Linked DNA regions of Zea mays: regions 1 and 3 are each linked to region 2. The links are chromatin contacts, called in public Hi-C maps. All regions are on one chromosome and are shown on one strand. The core of a region is the stretch at or near the end of the contact, and the rest is flanking DNA. Distances in the headings are between cores, read along the strand shown.

Region 1 (4,036 bases), core at 1,142-3,641, 200 kb before region 2:
TGATTGGACTTGGCTTGGAAGAGTGGTTGGTTCGTTGCTGGAAAAAAAAAATCAAAATTGATTCTTTGATCATGTTCATTCTCCCGCGACTTGCGGCGGGGGTGTTGAGGAAACTTTGTATAGATAGATCTGTTTCGTTTGATTGGTAAGTGTTGTTGCTCGCTGACACATGCGCGTCAGCCAGATACATTTGTTTTTGAGACCCATGGCATGTCAGGGAGGTCAACTTTTGTCTGATTAATAACATGATGGTAAGTGGTAAGAGCGTGGTACTGAGCACCAACTAATGCATTTAGCAGCAGCAGCAAACTTGAATAATGCGTGTATTCAGATTCTAAAACCAGCCCAGTCAAGATCCAAAGGTAAAATCAAACCGCATTGATCAGGTTTCAATCCAAAAACTATTAGCAGCCTTGACATTGTCATCGTCCTTGAAACGTCATGAACCCGTTGACCGTATGCTAATTCTGAATGATCTTAAGACTGAACTGGCGTCGCATGGTTCGTTTCCCAGGCACGAGTGCAGGACGAGTTTTGGAAGCTGGAGAAGCAAAGCAAACCTATTGGCTATTGCATTGTTTGTATTGGCAGCATGTCGACCACCAACCCCCGGAGGTAGGAGCACCTACCATGGCCCCCTCATTTTGTCGTCCCTGATGGCCAAGTAGGAGGCTACATGTCATGTATACTGTAGCAGCCGTAGCAGCTCTGATGATGATGGAGGTGGACCAGCTCCAAGATCCAAACCTATGATCGAACTACCTTTTTATTTCAACCTGGAAGACAAATGCGCATACACTCGCGCACTGTGTTTTGAGTGTGATGTAAGCCAGATTCAAGGAAGAATAGTGTTGCTGGATGGAGCTTGAGCTTTCATGGTTGGCGGGGGCTGGGAGATGCTTCTACTCCCCACTCCACTTGAGGTTCAGGAATCAGGAGTGGTTGGTTGGAATCGGAAAGTCGCGGGCCGCACATCCTTTTCTTTTTCTGAGCACCACTACGCCTCTTTATCCAATTAGAATACCACACATGCTTGGATGGAACTCGTGCTGTTCTGCACTGACATCGGCATCTGTCACCACTTTCGGCCCCTAGTAGAAGATGGATTTGGGATGTATAGGTTTTCAAAGCTACAAATATCGCTACAGTATTTCTCATTAGACAAATTTTTTTAAAAAATATTATTTTATAATATGATTATTTGGTTTTATGGATATTTTAAATATTTTTTTAATAAATTTGGTCGGCCATTAAAAAAAGGCTCGACTTACCAATTCTTTAGAGTATCTCCAAAAGACTAGCTAAATAGCTTGTCAAGCTAAATTTTAGCTATTTAATAGCTCTCCAACAGACTAGCTATTTAACTTGCTAAGCTATTCGGCTCTCTAAATTAACTCTCTCACTAGCTAAATTTGGCTAGCAACTCTCGCTAGCTAAGCTTACTTTATGTTAGAGAGTCTGTTGTAAAGAGATGTTATATATATATAGTTTAATATTTATAGAGAGACAAATAAAAAGTTAAATAGAGAACTAAAAATAAAGAGTCTCTTAAAGATACTCTTAGATACAGAGGGAGTACCTATCTTGAGCCTTCTTAATTATTCCCCTCTGTAAAATCAAAAAAGTTAAACATCCGTTTGTGTTCCATTAGTTGGCATTTGACTCCAAAAGATGTTTATTTTTCGTTACATGGCTCGTGGATGTGACAACTACTACTAGCACGGTTGTTCAGATTCACTGCTTGCCATTCCGAGCCGGATTTCCTAATTAAAACGAAGGTTGTTACCACCTCTTATTATAGAAAATTGATTGTTCCACGAGAAATTCTCCCAAGTTTTAACAGCGCAGAAAATCTAGATTGCATGATATTTTTAGAGTTTCTGATATCATAAGGCCGGTTTGTTTTCGCCTATAATCAATTTATTTATAATTGTTGTATCACGAGTTTTTTTTCTAATTCTTGAATTTCGATCGTGCCAGTTCAAAAAAATTATGAAGAAAAATTATCGAAACTGACATTTTTTCCAACTAATATATAGTCCATACTAACGTTATACTGTGATGATTTGGATGGTTAGGTAAATAAGTAGATTATATAGTGGTATAAATATAGACAAGAAGAGAAAAATCTAAGTGGATATTTAGTTTTAGGGATTAATTTTTAGTTCCTACATTTTATTCTATTTTAGTTTTAAAATTATTAAATATATAGTTTCTATATTTAATAATTTATAAAATAAAATAAAATAAAATGAAAAAACCAAACATTAGTCCTTAGAAACCAAACAAATCATGAGCACCGACGGATTTGGCAGCTGGGAAATGGGATCTCACCAGATCCCGTAAGCGCGCGCCACGCCGCCACCTAACGCAGACACTGCATCCTCTACCTCTACAAATGAAACCCCTCAGACAGTCAGACGTCCCGTGCTCGTCATCACCACCCACATCTCAGTTCACCCCGGCGTCGTCCTCTTCCCCCGGAGCTACTCTCCCGCTCCACGTTCCAAAGGGTAAGCGCGCCTTCCCCCCCTCCCCCCTTGCTGTATATGCCCCCTCCCACTCTCCCGCTCGCCCATTCCCTCGCTTCCGCTATCTCCCCGCGCCTCTCGGATCGCCTCGGCGCGCGGTGAGTCTGGCATGCTGCTGCCCCCCCGCCTGCCTGCTCGGTCTGTCTGGATTCGTAGCCATTGTTTCCTTCCCTGTAGGGGTTGCTTTGCTGCGCTACGCTGTGCGGAATTGGTGGTTTTGGTGGGGCTCGATATTTTTTGGTCGAGTCGTTGAGATCGCCGCTGGGTTACTGCGGGATTAGAGTCGATTGCCCCCCTTTTGTTTTTCGAGGAGATGTTTCGAGTCGTAATTATATGAAATCCATCATTGTGATTTGAGTTGGCTAGCATCTCAGGCCCCCAGATTTTTGTTAGCAGCGTAACGCGCTGTTAATTTTTAGATCGTTTCCGAAGGGCGGGCGGGCTCTGTTAGATCTACGGGAACATTTAAAATTTCTTCATGTATGTATGATCCGGAAGTTAGTTGGCAGATTCACTGAATGGACAGTGATAGTTTTATACTGATCAATTTGTTTTCTGTGGCTGTAGTTTAATATATCATTGCTTCCTGTAGAACTGTACAAGTGCGCATTTTATTTGCAGCTTTGTTGAGACAAATATTCAGCTAGCTTCTTGTTGATGTGAATCAAGCTGATTTTAACATTTTGCTGTTATATAGAAAGATGGTGTCCCATATTGTTGCATACGCTTGTATGGGCCCCTAGAGCTAGAGAGAGCTCTTTTAGCTTATTTGCAGTTTTTTTTTGGGACAAATATTCAGCTAGCTTCTCTGTCAACCTGATTTTAACATTTTTCTGTTATATAGAAAGATGGCGTCCCATATTGTTGGATACCCTCGCATGGGCCCCAAGAGAGAGCTCAAGTTTGCCTTGGAGTCTTTCTGGGATGGGAAGAGCAGCGCCGATGATTTAGAGAAAGTTGCCTCTGACCTCAGGTCTAGCATCTGGAAGCAAATGTCAGAAGCTGGGATCAAGTACATTCCCAGCAACACCTTCTCGTACTATGACCAGGTCCTTGATACCACGGCCATGCTTGGTGCTGTCCCAGAGCGCTACTCTTGGACTGGAGGCGAGATTGGCTTGAGCACCTATTTCTCAATGGCCAGGGGAAATGCCACTGTCCCTGCTATGGAGATGACCAAGTGGTTTGATACAAACTAGTAAGTCAACTTCTGTCTCTTGAATGTTTACTTGGTTTTTTTGTGGTATTGGTCTAACATTTTTTTTATTACCTTGCTCCTCGCAGCCACTTTATTGTCCCTGAACTTGGCCCAAGCACCAAGTTCACATACGCTTCTCACAAGGCTGTTTCTGAGTACAAGGAGGCAAAAGCGGTATGTTGCTGTAACAACAGATACTGTCAGCTGTTTGTAATTTAGTTCATTTACCCTTCTCATCATTGTTTGCTTGCATGGCTGCACGGTTTAGTAACAGGGAAAAATGCAGCAACCAATATTTATGTCTCCC
Region 2 (3,904 bases), core at 997-3,496:
GCTAATACTTTTAGACCATGCTGTCTGGCCCATATTCAAGACACACGGTGACACAAAAAATCCGTTACTTCCGACTAGGGATGGATATCGAGCTAGCTTAGCTCGGTTTGACTCGACTCGTTATGTTAACGAGCTAAAGATCCAACTCGGCTCGACTCGTTTGCCAACTCGAGCTGGCTCGTGCTAGCGTCTACAAATGGATATAAAAACATGTAGCAAAAGAAAACAGGAACGATTTAGAAAAAAAAACAGAATTTGCAACTTAAGATTCCACACTCAACAAAGAACAAGATTAACTAAGTACAAGATTAACTATTTTGGATCGGAGATTATTGTGATTTGATTAATTACTCCAACACGTTTAGCTCGCGAGTCAGCTCGTGATCCAACTCAAGCTGGCTCGTTTTTGTAACGAGTTGAAATACAAACTCAACTTGTTACAAATTATAAACGAGTTGAGTCGAGCCACTATCAAATCGAATCGAGCGAGTTAACGAGCTACGAATTTTTTATCCAGCACTGCTTCCGACTCGCGAGTCCCATGGCTCCAGCCTCCAGGGGTGTGTCGTGTACTACTACTCTGTGTGAACGTCCCAGATGTCGCGTGCTTGACTTGTTCCTAGGCGCTAGCTTAACAGCATTTGATTTGACGTAGGTGGTCAAGTTGGTCTTCTTTTCAGTTCTATATAGATATCATTTTGGTATTGGGAATTATACCCCGCAACCTTTTCCTTCTTCTTTTTCTTGTGTACGATCGAGCACGTCCCCGACAACTTTGGCTATGTATATCTCTAGCGGCATACCATGTTCTCTCCTCTTCTCTACAACCTATGCCCATGTGCATTTGTCGTTGAGGGTAACAAGCTCTCCACAACCTTGGATATTATAGGTATGTTTCTCAAGAATCTTTTTAGTCAGGCAGGCACGCCATGTGAGAAGGCAACAACGACACAAGCAGGCGTGATGCGGGGGATATCGTTTTGAGGTGGCCAAATGTAACGGACTGTAACGAAAATAGTAACGATAATGATTTATAGTTGAGTACCAGCAATAATTTAAATAGATTGATATTAATTTCTAGTGTGGTATCTCATTTCATTTAGACTTAAACAAATATGATTTAATGTTATCAGTTATCTATTAAATTATAAATATGTGAACCAAACATTACCTAATATATGCAGAAACTCTTTCTACACCAAGATTAAAGTGTCCTCAAAATTGGGCACGAATTGACAGCAAAGCTTGTACTAGGCCACTAGGGGCTGGATCGAGGCCTCGGAAAGATTCGTCAAACATGACCGAGCCGAACCGGTTAGAGCAACATAGAAGTGGTTTGCCATCACTATCAACAATGAGGATGGCGGCGGCATAAATTTGGATAGATTCGGTGGAATTAATGACTCTGTCATCTTCTCCTTCCTCTCCACCGCGACCTCTGATGACCCATTCACTTTCACCGTCACGGGCTCAGGGCCACCGACGCCTCGAGGGAGCTCGCATGGAGGGAAGCCTGGCGTCGGGGCACTGCGGCGTCTCGCGCTGACATCGATCAGGGGATGATGGAGTGTCATGACGGGCATGGTCGAGGTTGGGTGGGAAGACGGAAGAAGGCGGTGCTAGGTTTTAAGGAGAGATGAGGACGAAGCAGGTGAAATGAGTGAAGCGCAGGGAGCGAGGGGTAGACGATTGTTGCCAAATGGTTTTTGGAAATGGCTTTAGGTGTGTTTGTTTTTTTCTTACTGTCAACGCGCTTTCGGAGAAGCGAGCTGAAAGCTGCGTTTTTAGTACAACACCCGCGTTTTTTACCCTTCCGCGGTGAGAATAAGCAAGAAAAAAAAGTATGTGTTTGGCGGGCTTATTTCATCGGCTCGCTTTTGTTCGTTGAAAATCTGATTTTAAACTAAAACAAACACGTCCTTTGACTCCTATAGAAAAACTGTTTGCAGAGTAAAACTAGAGCTAAAACTATTTTGGAACCATATTTTCTAAAGATTTCCATTTACCAAAAGAAATTAGTTTATTTTTCTTTGGCAAAATAAAAATTATTTTAAAAATAGAGTTTTCAAACTAGCTCTAACAATATTAAACCGTGCTAAAAGACCCCTAGCATTCTGCAGCAAGGCAGTGGTGTGCCACGGCCCAATATGGCGGAATATCGGCCCAACGGTTGTTCGCGCAACCAAAGCGATCCGAGAACACCTTATCCCTCTCGCTATCCCCATCTTCCTTGTCCGCTCCATTTCGAGTTCAATCGCTGCCCGCTCTCCACTCCTCCGGTCCTTCCGCCGGCGGGCACGCGCCGGGCGAAATGGAAGCGGCACCATCCCTCCGCACCTTCTCCCCCTCATCGTTCTTCTCCGCGGGGCCTAGACACTGCCTTCTGCTCGCGGGCCCGGCCTCGCGGCGCGCCCGGGCGCTCCCGGCGCCGCCCCTGCCCCGCGCCGTCGCCTCCACCCGCGCGCCGCTGGTGGTCTCCAGCCCGCCACCGCCCGCGGCCTCGGGGACGACCGCACCCGCGCACGCCAAGGTTGACCGCTCCGGCCGCTTCTGCAGCCCTCGCGCCGCCCGGGAGCTAGCGCTGTGAGTTCCGTTCTCCCAACTTCAGCTCCTACGTACTTCGGTCTCAATCGCTCCGCGCGACTTTGGGGTTGGTTTTTGTGTATCGTTCCTCCCTGGAGGTAACTCGCTGCTCCCGCGTCTCGAGTCGCAGGATGATTTCCTACGCCGCGTGTCTGGAGGGAACCGACGTCGTTCGGCTCTTCGACCGCAGGATCAGCGCAAGACGAGGTCAGGGTTCTTCTTCAGCGCCTCTTCTTCGTTCATTTGTTTCAAGGATTAGCTTGTCGATTGGCTCGGCTGAATACCTCCTTGCATCAGTGCAAGCTCCTGGGTTCCTGGCGTTCTATGGATGCATTTTACTTGGTGTTTGTCCTCTTATTTTGGTTTCCACACGCTTGTTCAGAGCCCGGGTTTGTTTTCGACAAGGCATGCCTACTGAGTTACAACCATATGAGCTTTGGCGGGGGACCGCTCGAGGTTGGAACGGAGGAGGAGGCTGAGAAGCTGACCAGTCAGAACGAGAAGGATTCAGCCAACGGTAACAACTATACCCGCGCAACTTCTGGTTGTACTCCCTCCGGTGCAGTAAAAGAAGTCATCCTGCGCGTGACCGAGCGTGCACAAAAAGAAGTCATAGCGCGCGTGGGTATAGGATTTGGACGTTATTGCCCCTACTAATTGCAAAAAAAAATGCATTTAAGAGGAATCGAACTTGAGACCTCCGGTCTAGAATGCCTTGGAGCTGCTGCAGCAACCAATCAAGTCTGATTGTTTTAGTGACATTAATGCACCCATATCCCTATTTAATAGGGGCAAACAGGGAAAACTCTATGATAATTAATCACTCCTTGGTATGCACAATCATGTCCTAAACGACTACCTTTACTGCACTGGAGGGAGTACAGTACTATATGTTAAAGCGGCTACAGCTGGAGTCATTAAATTGTAGTTGGTAATTAATTTAGACATATCTCCGTTGTTTGCGATTTTAAGATGGAATATCTCTATATCCAGAAGTTTCCAAAGAGCACAAGAGCAGTTGGGCCATTATAGGAGTGTTTTATCCGTTATCCTTTGGACAATTTGAAACAATCACCAGAAAATTTAGTTGATTCCTGTTTAAACAAATTCTATGGTGAGTTTCAGCCCAAGTTTTGAAACTTCCTTCGTATTATTATATCTATGATTCTGATTTCCTAAAGTAAAGAGAGCAATGGATCATTGGATGTTCCACAAATACATTATTGAACTTAGTACATTTTTTTTTATTGCGGCTGTGTGCATATTGTTGTATATAAAAAAAACAGGAGGGCATGCTAGAACAATTTCAAGTTGGTATACA
Region 3 (3,808 bases), core at 555-3,054, 170 kb before region 2:
ATTCTTCGATATATGTTTTCACAATTTCATCCGAAAAGCCACTAAAAGCAGGTCTAGGGGTGCTTTCAGATTTGCACTACGAGAAAGCCGACTTTTAGAAAAAGCTGCTTTCTAGATCCATTCCTTTGGTTGACTTTTGGCTTTTAGGGGGGCAAAAGCCAAAGCCAAAAGTCAAACCAAACACACCCTTATTCTCATCGGTTTAGTGCTTATTCCCGTCGGTTCCCGGCGGCCGGCATGTTTATTACCTCACGATACTGTCCATTGAAAGCCTATGATTACGAAATGTGTCAGCCTAAGAAGTATTTGATTGGGCCAAAATCAGATCACATGGGCTAGAAAGAGGTCTGCCGTTACCGACGTGCCGTCGTGGCGTTGTCAACGAACATGAGTATGGTGTTCTGTAGATCCAAACTAACTAGGAGCACACCAGTCACCACACGGCCTGACGGCCAGTGTTATTTTCGTTAAATTGATCAATCAACCGACCAAACGAAACATCTCTTAAAAGCTCATTAAGCCGTCATGCCATTGCCAGCTGATAAACGATCAACACGAGTAGAGTATGTAGTGCGTGTACTGAGCCTCCCATGTATGTAGTATATGTGTATGTACGTGTGCGTGTATAACTATATATACACACGCACACTTGCATTGCTTCCTTTCCACTTAGATGTACTGTGTACTCACGCCACACCTCGAGCTAGCTTGCTCACATCTCGTCGCCGTAGCTACCGGTCCACAGCTGGTGTCCGTGGCCGTGCTCGCCGCCGGCGCCTCCCGTGGCGTTCCTCAGGCTGTGCCACACGTAGACGGTGAACCCAAGCAGCACAACCACCGCGACCGCCACGCTCACCAGCATGCCTTGCCTCGCGGAGGCCTGCCTGGGCTTCAGGTTCGCCAACGCCATCGTCTCTGCTAGCATTGGCTGCTGCTCCTGCTGCGTGTCCTTCTCATGCACCATCTCCTTCCTGTCCTCGGCCATCTTCCCCTCTTCCTCCCTCTTCCTCTCCTCCTCCTCCTCCTTCAGCCTCTGAACAGCCCCCAGCGACGGCTGGGGCTTTGTGGTTGCAGGCGGTTCCACTTCCGGCGCCGGCGCCGGCACAGGATCGTACGTCTTCCTCGGCATCGACGCTCTGGACTCGGCGGGCGGCTTCACGGAAGGAGCAGCTGGAGCCAGCGGCGCCGGGGTCGGCGCGGCAGGCCTGGCCGCCGGCGGAAGCCCCTGCCCCTGGCCCTGCAACGGAGGCGGCGCCGCCGTGGGCATCCTTGGCGGCGGCTGCATGGGCGTCGAGGGGGTCTTCTTGGGGAGCGTGATGGTGAGCGTCTCGTTCTCGAACTTGGCGCGGATGCCGTCGGCGTTGCAGTTGGCGGGAAGCTCGAAGTCGTTCTGGAAGCGGATCCACCTGTTGCCGGTGAGGTGCCGCTCGCCGCGCGTCCGCAGGTGGCCGTGGTTGTCCACCAGCACGCGGAGGTCCTCCCTCTTGAACCCTGCAGCCCCAGCGACGGGTATTTCAGTAACAGTAACCATCATCGCTCCAGGCTGGAAAGGAGCCAAGGGACTGCTTGCCTGGGAGCGAGATCTTGACGGCGTCGGCCTCGGCGGCGGAGCGGCTCCACTCGACGGCGGGGGTATGCTCCTCGTAGGTGCGGTTGTTGGCCATGGCTGCGGTTTCCTCTCGTGTCCTGGACGACGAAGGCTGGAACTAGCTAATGTGAGACGTACGTGTGCTTTCGGAACTAACAAGTAACAATGCCTCTGCTGACTGCTGCTGCTGCTGGGGTTGATGGCAATGGGCGTTTGTGGTGGATGTGCATATATACAAACACCTCCAAGTGCAGTATATAAGGAGATATGACCTGGGTGAGGAGAAGGATTGATTCGATGGCCATCGTCAACATGGCTTCGTGCACAGGTGACGGTCGATCAAAGTATTCCTTGCTTGTTTGCAGGGGGCGTTGGTCCGCAGCTGAAGAGAAGCATATTAATCTGAGTGGGACAGGTATTACTAGACCATGATTCAGCGACTGAGCAGTTTCGATTAGGAAATGACCAAGCTGCTTTTGATCCCTCACCACTTTCTATCTAATCGTCATGTTTGTACTCTGTGTCATAGACGAAAACGCGTGCGAGTTGAAGTGATTTACGTTTAACCAAGTTTTTTTAGTAAATAGCATTTACTCTAAATTAATCTAGTATAAAAATACATTTCATAATCAATCTAATAATATTTATTTCACATTATAAATATTGATTCTTTTTTTATCTATAATTAGTTAAAATTTAAAATACCAAAACATAACACTGCTAGAATTGCATTCTTTCTTGAATGGAGTTGGAGTATGTACTAGTATTTGTGATGTGATGTGACCACACTTCTGCTCAGTTACTGCACAGGACACTTTGAATCTAATCTCTCCCATAAACGAAGTGTATCTTTCACATTTCATTAACCTTTATGATTACAACATAACATCGAATCCTTTGACGCATCGTCCTTTAAACTTTTAGGCATGAAACGAGGGGAATAAAAAGCAAAAGGGGGGGGGGGGGGGGGGATGGGGTTCAATAGCTTCTAAAGCATGTTTCGATGCAGTTACAGCAGCTAGATCAGCACAAGGAAAATTCTCCGGAAGAATCGTAACTCTTTTTGATTGACGATGTCACCATGAGACCAAATACCCACCAACGTAACTCGGGAAGGATGCTAGCAGGATTGTACTGTCTTGCTGCGGAGACACTGCAATGTCCAAGCTTTTTATCATTCAGGTATGCCCACGGCCTCCACACTTGGAGCACATGATGTTCCCAGTTCCTCCACAGCCTACAGCAATTTGGATGTCAGCAGGTATACCCAAACCCAACTGTATAGCAGGGAAGCAACTGTCGCACAGAATGTGCTTGTCAAGCTAGCTTACCTAGGCATCTGACTTTCACGATGATCCCTTGGCTCTCCAGTATCGAGTCGACGTACAAGCCTGAACCAGCGCATGTTGCGCACAGCACAGCGCCTTTAGCTTCACAGCTTGAGCAGGGAGGGTTGTCCCCGACATCCTTCTTTTCCAGATCTAGACCGGACGGTTTTCCAATATTCTCCTCTGGGACAGATTTGTCGTAGCAGAATAGCGATTCAAGGTTACTTCTATTCCTTTGGAGGTCATAGATTGCACTTGCTTTATTCTGCGCGGCAAGAGAAAAAGAATTATCAGTCTCTTGAAACAAATTTCCTTTCAGTCAGCCTCATAAGCAAAATCCGATGTGCATAATGCAATTGAGCAAAAGAGAAGAAAACAACAATTTGACCAACAGGGTTTCTCGATAGTTGACAGGCATGTCAGCCATGCCTGTGATTGATATATAGGCAAATAGGTTTGTGAATGCTGAACACTGGATACTGATCAGTACTTCATATCATTGACAGGCACTGGTGATAGCACAATACTACAAGACTACAGGTTCAGGCTTGCACAACAACAATTAATGGCAGCTACCACTGAGTATTCACATGCAGCCCTTGTCATATGTAAAGGCACACACTTGTGCTTGACAACCAGAGAAACATGCCTGAGGGGGATGCAGGTACCAAATTTGACAAGCAACAGGAGACCAATTAGATAAAAATCAATCACACACAAGTACTACATGTATATTCACATGGTTAAATCCAAGCATGCGTACTATAGCTATATTCACATGGTCACACCGAAGCACGTATACTACAGCTACATTCACATGGTTAAATCCATGAGAGCATACTACAGCTATATTCACATGGCTAAATTGAAGCATGCATACTACAGTTGCATT

What was found. A called contact is a pair of places that touch in the nucleus more often than the background predicts.
Region 1: a Hi-C map of leaf shows a contact between it and region 2, with 5 times the contacts expected there. The contact joins the promoter of LOC100286153 here to the promoter of LOC100284474 in region 2. A contact is called at or near these places in 5 of 25 Hi-C or Micro-C datasets (ear, endosperm, leaf and 1 more).
Region 3: a Hi-C map of tassel shows a contact between it and region 2, with 2.6 times the contacts expected there. The contact joins the promoter of LOC100383047 here to the promoter of LOC100284474 in region 2. A contact is called at or near these places in 9 of 25 Hi-C or Micro-C datasets (bundle sheath, ear, endosperm and 2 more) and 2 of 3 datasets of contacts at active chromatin or transcription factors (leaf and seedling).

The regions. Positions count from the first base shown.
Region 1 is chr1:265,745,768-265,749,803 of Zm-B73-REFERENCE-NAM-5.0, reverse strand. LOC100286153 reads left to right here and starts at 2,391. Exons shown (of 14, transcript NM_001159041.1): 1 at 2,391-2,513; 2 at 3,376-3,729; 3 at 3,816-3,903. The coding sequence starts at 3,380.
Region 2 is chr1:265,541,217-265,545,120 of Zm-B73-REFERENCE-NAM-5.0, reverse strand. It overlaps LOC100284474, which reads left to right and starts at 2,246. Exons shown (of 7, transcript NM_001157369.2): 1 at 2,246-2,583; 2 at 2,714-2,790; 3 at 2,966-3,100. The coding sequence starts at 2,312.
Region 3 is chr1:265,711,657-265,715,464 of Zm-B73-REFERENCE-NAM-5.0, reverse strand. LOC100383047 reads right to left here and starts at 1,804. Exons shown (of 2, transcript NM_001175723.1): 1 at 1,571-1,804; 2 at 507-1,491. The coding sequence starts at 1,664. The coding sequence ends at 713. It overlaps LOC100275997, which reads right to left. Exons shown (of 3, transcript NM_001371526.2): 2 at 2,920-3,181; 3 at 2,404-2,825. The coding sequence ends at 2,767.